Linked DNA regions of Ovis aries: region 2 is linked to region 1. Evidence: chromatin contacts called from public Hi-C data. All regions are on one chromosome and are shown on one strand. The core of a region is the stretch at or near the end of the contact, and the rest is flanking DNA. Distances in the headings are between cores, read along the strand shown.

The links. A called contact is a pair of places that touch in the nucleus more often than the background predicts.
Region 2: a contact with region 1 is called in a Hi-C map of liver, with 2.8 times the contacts expected there. The contact joins the enhancer-like site here to the promoter of DYRK2 in region 1. A contact is called at or near these places in 2 of 16 Hi-C or Micro-C datasets (both in liver).

Annotation. Positions count from the first base shown.
Region 1 is chr3:152,297,416-152,302,792 of ARS-UI_Ramb_v3.0, forward strand. It overlaps DYRK2 (dual specificity tyrosine phosphorylation regulated kinase 2), which reads right to left and starts at 2,928. Exons shown (of 2, transcript XM_027967475.2): 1 at 2,485-2,928.
Region 2 is chr3:152,374,843-152,380,219 of ARS-UI_Ramb_v3.0, forward strand. No RefSeq gene overlaps it. Among named protein-coding and RNA genes, the nearest start is that of DYRK2, 77 kb to the left of the region's middle. Within about 2 kb of position 3,004, at least 11 of the 54 cell types and tissues checked have an H3K27ac peak or open chromatin away from gene starts, as enhancers often do. A contact at or near this core is called in liver, where this site is marked.

The DNA.
Region 1 (5,377 bases), core at 1,678-4,177:
ATAAAATCAAAACTAAACAACAACCAGAACCAAAATTCATACTTTCCAAACCAAGCTTCTAATCAATGGCACCTTGAAGTTTTAGGTGAATCAAATAGATACCACAGTAAACTATAAGCACTATCATTAGGAGAGCTGAGAAGCACCCACGTATCTTTTCATTTCTGGTCTCCCACTGACTACTCCTCTAGTAGTCACCTTTCATTTTCCATCATCTTATACACATTTCATTTGCAAAGAGGTTCTGATCAAGCAAAGCCCACTCTTAAACCAGAATCCAGATGCAAGCCAAGTAGTATTTCGTTTCCAGGTCACAACAAGTCATGTGATTACATTCAGACATGGAAAAAAACTGGATGTTATACTTCCAAGTTGTCAGGTGATTCCAAACCAAACAAACAAACTGAAACACCTAAAACCCAATGGCAATTTCTCAACTAAAACATCACGGTGACAAGAACAGGCAGAATCAGCAGTCTACTGATTCCCTTCCATCAACCACAGCCCCCACAGATTGGTTAACTTCTGTGCAGTGAATTCTTAGCCCCTGGGTCTGGATGTGTCATGAGAGACAGAGAAGGAGAGAGAGAAAGAAGGTTTAACAAGAAAACATTTTCCTGCGGAACTGTACACAGATGTTCAGGTCTAACAGAAAACATTCCACTTTGGCCATTCCCTCACAAATTCTCCCCTGATAAACAAGTTTCCGCATAGCACATGACCCTCAGAGCTACCCCTGTGTAGGCTAGAAATGGCCTTTTCTAAAAGAACTTAACTTTCACTTGGCAAACAAAGCCATATCCCTAGCAAGTGCCCCTCATTTAGCACCATCTTAGGCGTTTCCTCTGAAAGATCCAGAGGAATATGTAAACAAGACCCTGGAAACCATCACCTCCTCCGGTGCACAGCTCTGCTAGGCTGTCAGCCACCATCCAAGGGCTCTCTCTGGCACTGAGAAAAGAGGTACACGCTGAAGTCAAGTCCAGCTTGCCGATCTCTGCAGCCACGGGTCTGGTGCTGGGCTCTCACCTCCCTCTTGGCCCTTTCAAGTGCCCTGCCCTTCCCACCTCCCTGGGAAGCAAAGCTGGCCTTTTCCTTCTGAATACCCAACTGCAGAAACCTACAGGGGTGGCTTGTTTTGACTGCAGCTGCGGCTCTTATTTTTGTTAATGTTAATTACAATTTCTGCTATGCTCAAACCTGTAGCACTCATAAAACATGCTTCCACACGCGGGGGACAACTGGCGGTGCTCCCTGCTGGCTGAGGCCAGGCCTGCGAGGCTCTTTGGGGGATCTATTTTCCGGGCAGGACAGCCAGGCTGACCCTAACACAGATCTATTTCTATAAATATCCACTACCCAACTTGGTGGCGGAGGGGGAGGGATGTTTATCGGGTCTGGGAAAGGAGCTCAAGGAAGCAAGGACCGGGGAAAAAAAAGAGGGGAAAGAGAGCCGGAGGAAGTTCGAAGCAAGAGGAGCGCAGGGGTGGGCGGGCTCCGGAGGGGAAGTGAGGGGCCCGTGCCACGAATCCTCCTTTGTGGCTGCAGCTTTAGGCTCGCCCAAGTTCCAGAGGGCGGCGTCCCGGAAAGGCCACTGGCCAGGGCCGTGGAGACACTCGCACTTCGACCTCTCTCCCCTCTCCCGGCTGCAGAAGCTCCCAAGTCCGGGTGCTGGTGCCCCGGGCCCCTCTCCCGCCCCTCGTCCCCATCCCAGCCGCCCACGGGCTGGGTCTCACCGTGTGGGCTGCGGTGGCAGCGTTGCTGGCTCGGAGAGGCGGCAGGGCGATGGGGGAGGGCGGGCCGGTCCCCACTCCGCTCCGGGGGGCCCCCGCACCAAGCCCCGGGGAAGCCTGAAGCTGGCGGACGGCGCTGTCCCCTCCTCGGCCTGGCAGCCACGCGCGGGAGGAGACAAAAGAGGGTCAAGGGGGAGAAAGTCACTGGGACCCCGTGGCCCCGCCCCGCCCCACCCCACCCCTCCAGGCTGCGGAGCCCGCTCTCCCCCGGGGCCGAGCCAGGGACCTTGAGTGCGAGCGCCCCAGGAGCGGCGGGAGGCCTGGGACGCAGAAACCCGGCGCGCCCACGGGCGGGGCTCCGGCGGCTGCAAAGTTAAGTAGGGCTCCCCGCGCGCGAGCGAGTTCGCGACCCCGCCAGGGAGCCGGGCTGAGCCGGGCCGGCGGTCCACTCTGCGGGCGTCCGTAGGCCCGGAGCGGGACTGGACTGCCGACCCGGGCGCCGCCGCATCGCCGAGCCCCAGACTGGGGAGGTCAGGAACGGCTCCAGTCCAGCCGGAGGGCTCCGCTCCGAGGAGCCTCGGGGCCCGCGTGTTAACAATGAGCTGAGGCGAGGGCGCGCCGTCCACCCGGGGAACCCCGCGCCGCCCAGTCACGGCGCAGACTTTGTTCGAGGTCCTGCTGGCAGCGGGCGCCGGCGCCACGAGGGCTGGCCCGGGGGCCGGCGGGGGCAGCGGGGCCCGGGCCTCCTTACCGGTCGGGTAGGCGGCGGGAGCGGCGGCCGAAGGTTTCCTGGTTAACATGGCCGCTGGAGAAGAAAATGCATCTCAAGGCTGCCGTCTCCGCCGCCGCCGCCGCCCGTCCTGCTGCTACTTCTCGCGGCCGCCACCGCGGCCGCCCCCTGGTTGCCCCTTTGGCGGATCTCCGGCGCCTCCTCGCCGCCTCGCGTCAGCTACAGTCAGACACACACAGTCCGCTGCATCCCCTCGGCCCGGGCCCGCCGCCGCGAGCCCCCCGCTCTCCTCGCCGCCGCCGCCGTCCTCCTCTTCCTCGGGCGGCCTCAGCACCCTCCGGCCCGTGCACATGCCTCGCCCTCCCCGGCGCGCCGCGGGCCTCCCCGATTCCCTCGCATAGGGCGCGGGGGAGCGGCGGGCTGCGCCGCCTGGGCCGACTCGCTCGGGAGCCTCCTCCCGGGCCCGCGCAGGCGCGCCCCCGCGCACACTCGCCGGGAGCCCGCGCGCCGCACGGCCCAGGAGGGCAGCCCCGCCCCCGCTCCCTCCGCCGCCGGGCAGGCCCCGCCCCCGGGCTCCCCCACCGCCGCCGCCGCGCCACTCGCTCCCGCGTCCACCCCTCCCCCACCCAGCCGCCCACCGAAGTCCCTCCCCGCTCGCCCCCGCCCCCAGTCTTCGGCGTAGACACCCCTCCACTCCCCGGAAAACTCCGCAGCCTCCGCTCGCCCTTCGCCTCCCCCTCCGGCCATCTGCATTGCTCCCCTCGGCGCCTCAGCTAACGACCTTCTGCCCTCCCCGGCCTCGTCCTCTCCCCGCCCAGCGCAACCCACCACCGCTTCCCTCCCACCGAAATCACTGCAGAAAACCCCCCTCCCCTTCCGAGCGCTTTCCCCAAACACGTATGCATTTTCAGCTTGCCGAACCTAATGGCTGCTCGCAGACAATACTGCCCGCCCCCCTCCCCGCCTTCCGGGTCCCAGTGGCTTAACCACCCCATCGCCCCATCTGATCGTGAAAATAACTTAGTTGTGCGAGGGTCACCTGGCTAAGGTAAGTCTAGCCCCTCTGGAGAGCCGAGCCTTAGCCTGGTGACCCAGAACGTGGGCCAAGGAGGGGGCTGCCCTCCCGCTTCCACCTCCACCTCCACCGCACATACTCCCTCCCGGGTTTACTGACACCAAATGACCGCTCTCCAGTCGCTAGGACGAGGGGAGGCAGCGAGGCGCGTGTGGACGGCTGCCGGGGAAGCAGCTGGCTGTGGGTTGCTAGGCAAAAATAAACATCAGAGACACCTCCCATTTCCTTAACAACTCCGAGCCTTTCCCTGCTCGGCCACTGGGAGAGACACACCTTCCCAAACGATACCTTCAGTTCCTCTCCTCCAGAGACACAAAGTCTCTTTCCCTTTCCCATCCAAGACACGTGGAGAATTTCCCTTTTTATTTTGCCATATACAGCCTCTCTTTCCCTTGCAGACGGGAAAACTGCTTGCCCTTCTCACACCCGCCTCGTGTCGTCTGTGGCACAGGTCTTTGTGCAAAGGTCACAGGTTTTGTTACTTCAGCGGGAGGGGAGACGGGAAGCGGGAAGCTTGTCTTGCGCTTTCTTCCTAAGATATGCCTGGTTTCTGAAGTTCTCCTGGGGGCCTGGGTCCGTTAAGTCTGTCCTGGGACTCTGCGGCCGCTGGCCAGATCAAGTGTGCAGGCCTGAGCTAGTGCAGATTCAAATCAGAATGGGGACCCATTCCCTCTACTGTTTGCAAATTGTCATAGCAACCTGTCAGCAACATCACTCTCAGCTTTATGCAAATGCCCCCAAATGGGTGTTTCAAAGTTACAGTGTGACCCTCTCAGAGTCTTCAGGGATCCCACAGGAGGCAGCAAGGATTGAGGGCACTGGCAGAGAGAACAGGTGGCAAAGCATAAAATTGTGACTGGTAATATGTACCTCAAACGGGTCCTCTCTGTGCCTTCTCTTAATAAACCAGAACCACACTGAAACAGTCAACCCAATAATAAGCCTTTACAAAGGAAGATCTGGTCCTGATCTGGTCCCAGAAGAGCATAGTCCCCTTTGCTTGTCATCACAGGCTATCACACTCAGATTTGCCTGGGGAAACATATTCAGTATTCTCAATGAAAAGGGATTCCTTAGTAGCAGAGTTGAAGCTAGAACTCATTTTCTGAGTCCCTCTAATCTAACCCTGTGCTGTGTTACACTACCTTGGCTTTTTAAGAAACCTCACACCTCTTTTCCTTCCTTCCCTTTCAAAATAATTATTTTCATACTTTTTCCTTTTCTTAGTGAGCCTTCCATACAACTGATGTTCAAATGAAAAATGTGAAGCCAAAAATTCAATTTTGATATAATGTGACACTGTTATTTTACTCAAATAATTATTATACTTCAACAGAAGCTAACTATTCTGCTTTTTCATGAATAAGAAAAGCAATAACTGCTAGATGTCATAGTTTGTGGAATCCATGTTAATAATATTAATTTCCACATTAAACATGAGGAAAAGGAACACTGTTTTTCCAGCGAAGGAAAATCACACACACAATGAATCATTAACTTTGATCAAAGGAAAACTGTATGTTTAGAGAACTTTTCCTAGTGTATTGCTTCATGACATGACAAGTGCAATTTCCATTTTTTAATTTTTTGCTTTCTTAAGGAAAATTTGCAATTAGTCTAGTATCTTTCACTATTTTAATTATAAATGCTATATCTTTCAAATCAAAGACTTAAAAATCATATTCTTATTGACCTCTGAATTACTATTTACAATTGCTGGGACTTCTCTCATTCTATTTATTATTGATGGTTCCAACCTGTATTAATGGCAAATATAGACATATGAACAAATGCACTGCCCGAGCTTTCAAGGAGAATGAACTAGGTGAATTCTAGGAT
Region 2 (5,377 bases), core at 1,754-4,253, 78 kb after region 1:
GAAATGATCAACTTGCTTATTGCGACTTGGAGTCGTGTTCCCTACGGTGAAATGAATTATCTCTGTCCTGAGTTATGTGTTTGAGATTTACATGCGATATTGCTATCATGATTTTGGCTTAAAATTACTCTGATTCCCCTCTTTCTGGGTTCCTGTTAAAAGTTCAACTTGCCTAGCACTCAGTAATCAGCACACACTGGGGGAAATAGCTTTGTGGATTCTGCAAATAAAATCTTTTCTTAATTCTATTCAACTATTGTCAGATGTCCTATGAAAGCTTGTGATTAGAACTCAAGTCTGGTTAAAAGCAATATCATAATATGCTTCTTTCCCCCAAAAGAGTGAGGGATTAGGAGATTTTTGTTTTACTAAACTTTAAAAAGAGATTTTTGTTTTACTAGACTTAAGCTGTGTTTTACTAAGAAGTCATATTTCTAAACAGCAGGAGTTGGAAAAAAATTTTTTATGCAGAACCACATAGGAAATATTTTCAGCTTTGTGGACCATCAAGTCTTTTTACAACTACTCAACTGAGTGTGAAAGTGTATGTAAATGGATAAACTTATCCAATAAAACTTTATTTACAAAAGCAGGTGGCAAGCCAGATTTGGCTCGTAGGATGCAGCACGCAGACTCCTGCTGTAGAATCTCTGATTTTTATTCTTGCAAGTGCTTAGGGAAACAAATAGAGAGGTAGAAGAATAGCACCGTTCTTTTATTCCCCTGCTCATGAATATCCTATTCAATGAAATTGTCAGAAAAACTAATGAAACTAAAATAAACGTCAAATAGAAAAAATAAGTGGGGCTTAAGTTACAGATTACTTCTGAAGTCAAAGGGTGATGCAAAATATATTGATGCTTGATGATGGCAGGGAATAACTGGACTGGAAGAAACACAAGCTGGAATCAAGACTGCCGGGAGAAATATCAATAACCTCAGATATGCAGATGACACCACCCTTATGGCAGAAAGTGACGAGGAACTAAAAAGCCTCTTGATGAAAGTGAAAGAGGAGAGTGAAAAAGTTGGCTTAAAGCTCAACATTCAGAAAATGAAGATCATGGCATCCAGTCCCATCACTTCATGGAAATAGATGGGGAAACAGTGGAAACACTGTCAGACTTTATTTTTTGGGGGGGCTCCAAAATCACTGCAGATGGTGACTGCAGCCATGAAATTAAAAGACGCTTACTCCTTTGAAGAAAAGTTATGACCAACCTAGATAGCATATTCAAAAGCAGAGACATTACTTTGCCGACTAAGGTCCGTCTAGTCAAGGCTATGGTTTTTCCTGTGGTCACGTAAGGATGTGAGAGTTGGACTGTGAAGAAAGGTGAATGCTGAAGGATTGATGCTTTTGAACTGTGGTGTTGGAGAAGACTCTTGAGAGTCCCTTGGACTGCAAGGAGATCCAACCAGTCCATTCTGAAGGAGATCAACCCTGGGATTTCTTTGGAAGGAATGATGCTAAAGCTGAAGCTCCAGTACTTTGGACACCTCATGGGAAGAGTTGACTCATTGGAAAAGACTTTGATGCTGGGAGGGATTGGGGGCAGGAGGAGAAGGGGACGACAGAGGATGAGATGGCTGGATGGCATCACTGACTCGATAGACGTGAGTCTTAGTGAACTCCAGGAGTTGGTGATGGACAGGGAGGCCTGGCGTCCTGCGATTCATGGGGTCGCAAAGAGTTGGACACGACTGAGCAACTGAACTGAACTGAACTGAACCTGTCTTTGCAATATGACATGGCAATTGTCTTCTGAAGAGGAGTTTCTGGTCAGTCATAGTCTCCATCCCTTTTTCTTTGTTAAGTGTGAAATCTGATGAACATTCTTGGGGTCACTATGACACTTGCCCCAATATCCTATCACAGACTTTTCTATATGGGGCAGAAGAAGCTTCATAGCTCTTATTGGGCTCAACTTGGTTGTGTTTCTGGTCCTGTCATGCTGGGACCTTCCACAAAGCATCTTCAGCATGTCACACAGAGTTCTGTGGCTGAACACAGATCACCAGGAGTATGCTCTTTGAAAAAAAGGAGAGACAGAACTGCTTCACATAGCTGCTCAACTCAACTCTAAAGCCTCAGAAGGTCAAGGTCAAGGTCATATGGTGTATTCCCTCTGCTCTATAAGAGGCTGAGATGGGCCTGTCAACGTAGAGGATGCTTGACAGTTCTGGTTGAAGGGAGATGCCCAAGACCCTTCTGCCATTTATCTATCCATCACTTGGGGCCTTTTGAGTCTCAGTACTCAACAGCATCACTGACTTCCTCATGGACCACCTCACACACCAGCTGAGAAATAAATCTAAAGCTGAGATTCTTAACATGTTGGAGAATCTCAGAATTTTGCCTCAATGGACCATGTGTATGCTTAATCACTCAGTCATGTCAGACTTTTTGTGACCCCATGGACTGTAGCCCACCTTGTTCCTCTGTCCATAGAATTTTCCAGGCAAGAATACTGGAATGAGTAGCCATTTCCTACTCCAGGGGATCTTCCTGATCCACGTCCCTTGCATTTTCTGCATTGGCAGGTGGATTCTATATCACTGTGCCACCTGGGAAGCCCAAAGACCATAAACAGTTAAATTTAATTATTCTGTTGCACTAAATTGGTCCCAATGGGTCCCCATTAACTATCACAATTGGCAAAAAACCCCAAAACCAAAATAGAGAATGGTGGGACCTTCAAAATATACACGTTCCCTTTTCCTCTTCACCAGTGGAGTTTTTTTTCCTTTAAGATTATAGTAACAAATTGTTCTTGGAAAAAGGCATTGTACCCCCAGTGCTGGAGGATTTGTTGTCTACTCAGCAATAATTTTTGATTGGGTTGCTTGCTTTTTTGTTATTATTGCAACTCTTATTTTTTATTAACTGAAGACTCCACTGTGCCCATCAAAACCAGAGAGGCAGCTCTTTTCCACTGCAGAGCAGCAGGGACCCGTGAGCACTTATGTGCTAGTAAATGTTTAACAACAGACTCTCCAGGAGGTAAACAAAGCCCTGATTCTTGGCATGTGCCCATTTCCGTAAAGTAAATACTTACCCTGGCTGATTTTAAACTACCAATGTGACAGGACTGAACGCAGAGCTGGAAAGGTAGGAAAGCAGCTCTCAGGGGCTGGTACAAACGGACCCCAGGACACCACTGCCTGGGTGGACATTTCAGAAACAGAGAAGACGGACAGACAAGAATCAGTAGCTGGAGTACAAGAGTACAATGAACACGAGGTCACAGGGGCCAACTTCTGCAGGTCCTGGAGCAACTTTTTGCAAGAGGCCGCCATCTCCAGGCATCCTGAGAGGTCACCACCCCAGCTCCATGGGCGCTGGCTGGGATGGGATCTACAGTGAAGAGCTGATAGAAATTTCAATGTGCTTTATCATGCTTATTTATTCTTTTTGGAAATGTGTTAGTTGCGCAGATGACTCTTTGTGATCCCATGGAGTGTAGCCTGCCAGGCTGCTCTGTCCGTGGAATTCTCCAGGCAAGAATACTAAAGAGGGTTGCCATTCCCTTCTCCAGGGGATCTTCCCGACCCAGGGATCAAACAGGGTCTCCTGCATTTACCATTTGAGCCACCATGGGATCCTGGAGATCTGATAAGGACTCAGATAGTCAATGAGGCTCAGATGCACTTTGAGTAAAGTTCAAAGCTGAACCCCTCCTCCCCTCCCCCACACCCCACCCCCACCCCAGACCCACAACAACAACCTGGAAGCTCCTCTTGCCCTAGCAACAGAGATATGCCCAGAAGCTGCACACACAGGGGGTCCTCTTGAACACGTACCGAAGGAATAAAGCCACTCTGCTGTGACTGGCAGGTGGCCAAGCCTTCACCAGCGGAAGAGAGGGAGAGGGGCTGGTGGTCGGTCACAGTTCTAGTTATCTTACTCAGAAGCATCCTGGAGCGAGGGGGGCATTTAGTGGATAATGAGGGCACAAATGGGTTCGTAAACAGAGGAAAGTTTAGACTTGTTACCAGGAATGGTTAAATCAGCCAGGTCCTTGAATTTTGCCTCCTTTTCCTTACCAGTTGGGAGAAAAATGTGAGTGGGCACAGAGGTAGTAGGAGAAAAACAAAGAAACTCTTTTTTATCATAAAACAAACAAAAGGCTGTGTTTCATGTGCGTAAAACTGAAGCCCCTTCCCTTGACAGGCAAATATGGGACCACCTTATCCCATCCAAGCCCCTGCTGTTGATTCTGCTCTGGATGCGATCAGAGCATTCAGGCAGGTTGTACACATGCCGAGAGATTTGTCTTCACAGAGACTGGTACACAGATGTTTATGGTAGATTTATTTAGATTAATAATAGCCAGAAGGTGGAAAAACCCAAATATCCATCAACTGATGAAAGGAAAACAAAATGGGGTATATCCGGACAATGGAATGTTATTTGGCTCTAAAAAGAAAAGAAGATCTGCCATAGGCCATAAGATGGGTGCATCTTGAAGACATTATGCTAAAAGAAAGAAGCCAGTCACAAAGGACCATGTATGATCACACATGATTTCATTCTAGTGAAATGCCATGTATGATCATATATGATTTTATTCACACAAAATGCCCAGAGCAGGGAAATCTATGAGACATAAAGTAGATTCATGACTGCCTACAAATGAGGGCAAGAGAAGGGGCGAATATAGGAAGACTGATAAAGGATTTTGTGTTTCTTTTTGAGAAATGTTCTAAAATTGACTGTGTTGATGGTTGCACATATCTGTGAATATACTAAAAATCACTGAATCATACACTTTAGATGGGTGCATCGTATGGTATGTAAATCATATCTTAATAAAGCTGTTTTATATAAAGCTGAGGGGAGCTGATCAGAGTATTCAGAGAGCCAGACGTGCTGTATGGTGGGAATAGGGCCTCTTGGGATACAGAAGCAAAACTCGTAGAACACACTTAAAGAAAGAGATCAAATATCAACAGAGCTGTGCAGCCACTATCCCTCCAGCTACCCACTCACACACCCAGGAGTTATCCTGGACTCTCCCTTTCTCCCTGGTCCTCACCTAGTCTGTGCACATGTGTCTATGGGAGGAGGGCAGTGTGTGTTAGTTGCTCAGTGCTCTTTGTGACCCGATGGACTGTAGCCTATCTGTCCATGGGATTCTCCAGGCAAGAATACTGGAGTGGGTTGCCATTCCCTTCTCCAGGGGATCTTCCTGACTCAGGGATCAAACCGAGGTCTCCTGCCATTGTAGGCAGATTCTTTACCATTTGAGCCACCAGGGAAGCTCTCTCCACTTCTTTCCATCTCCACCGCAAACTCTGGGTCCAAGCAATCCTCTGAGAACCCCAGCAGCCTCCTAACCACCTCCCTGTGTTCAATCCTGCCCTCCTGCCTTAC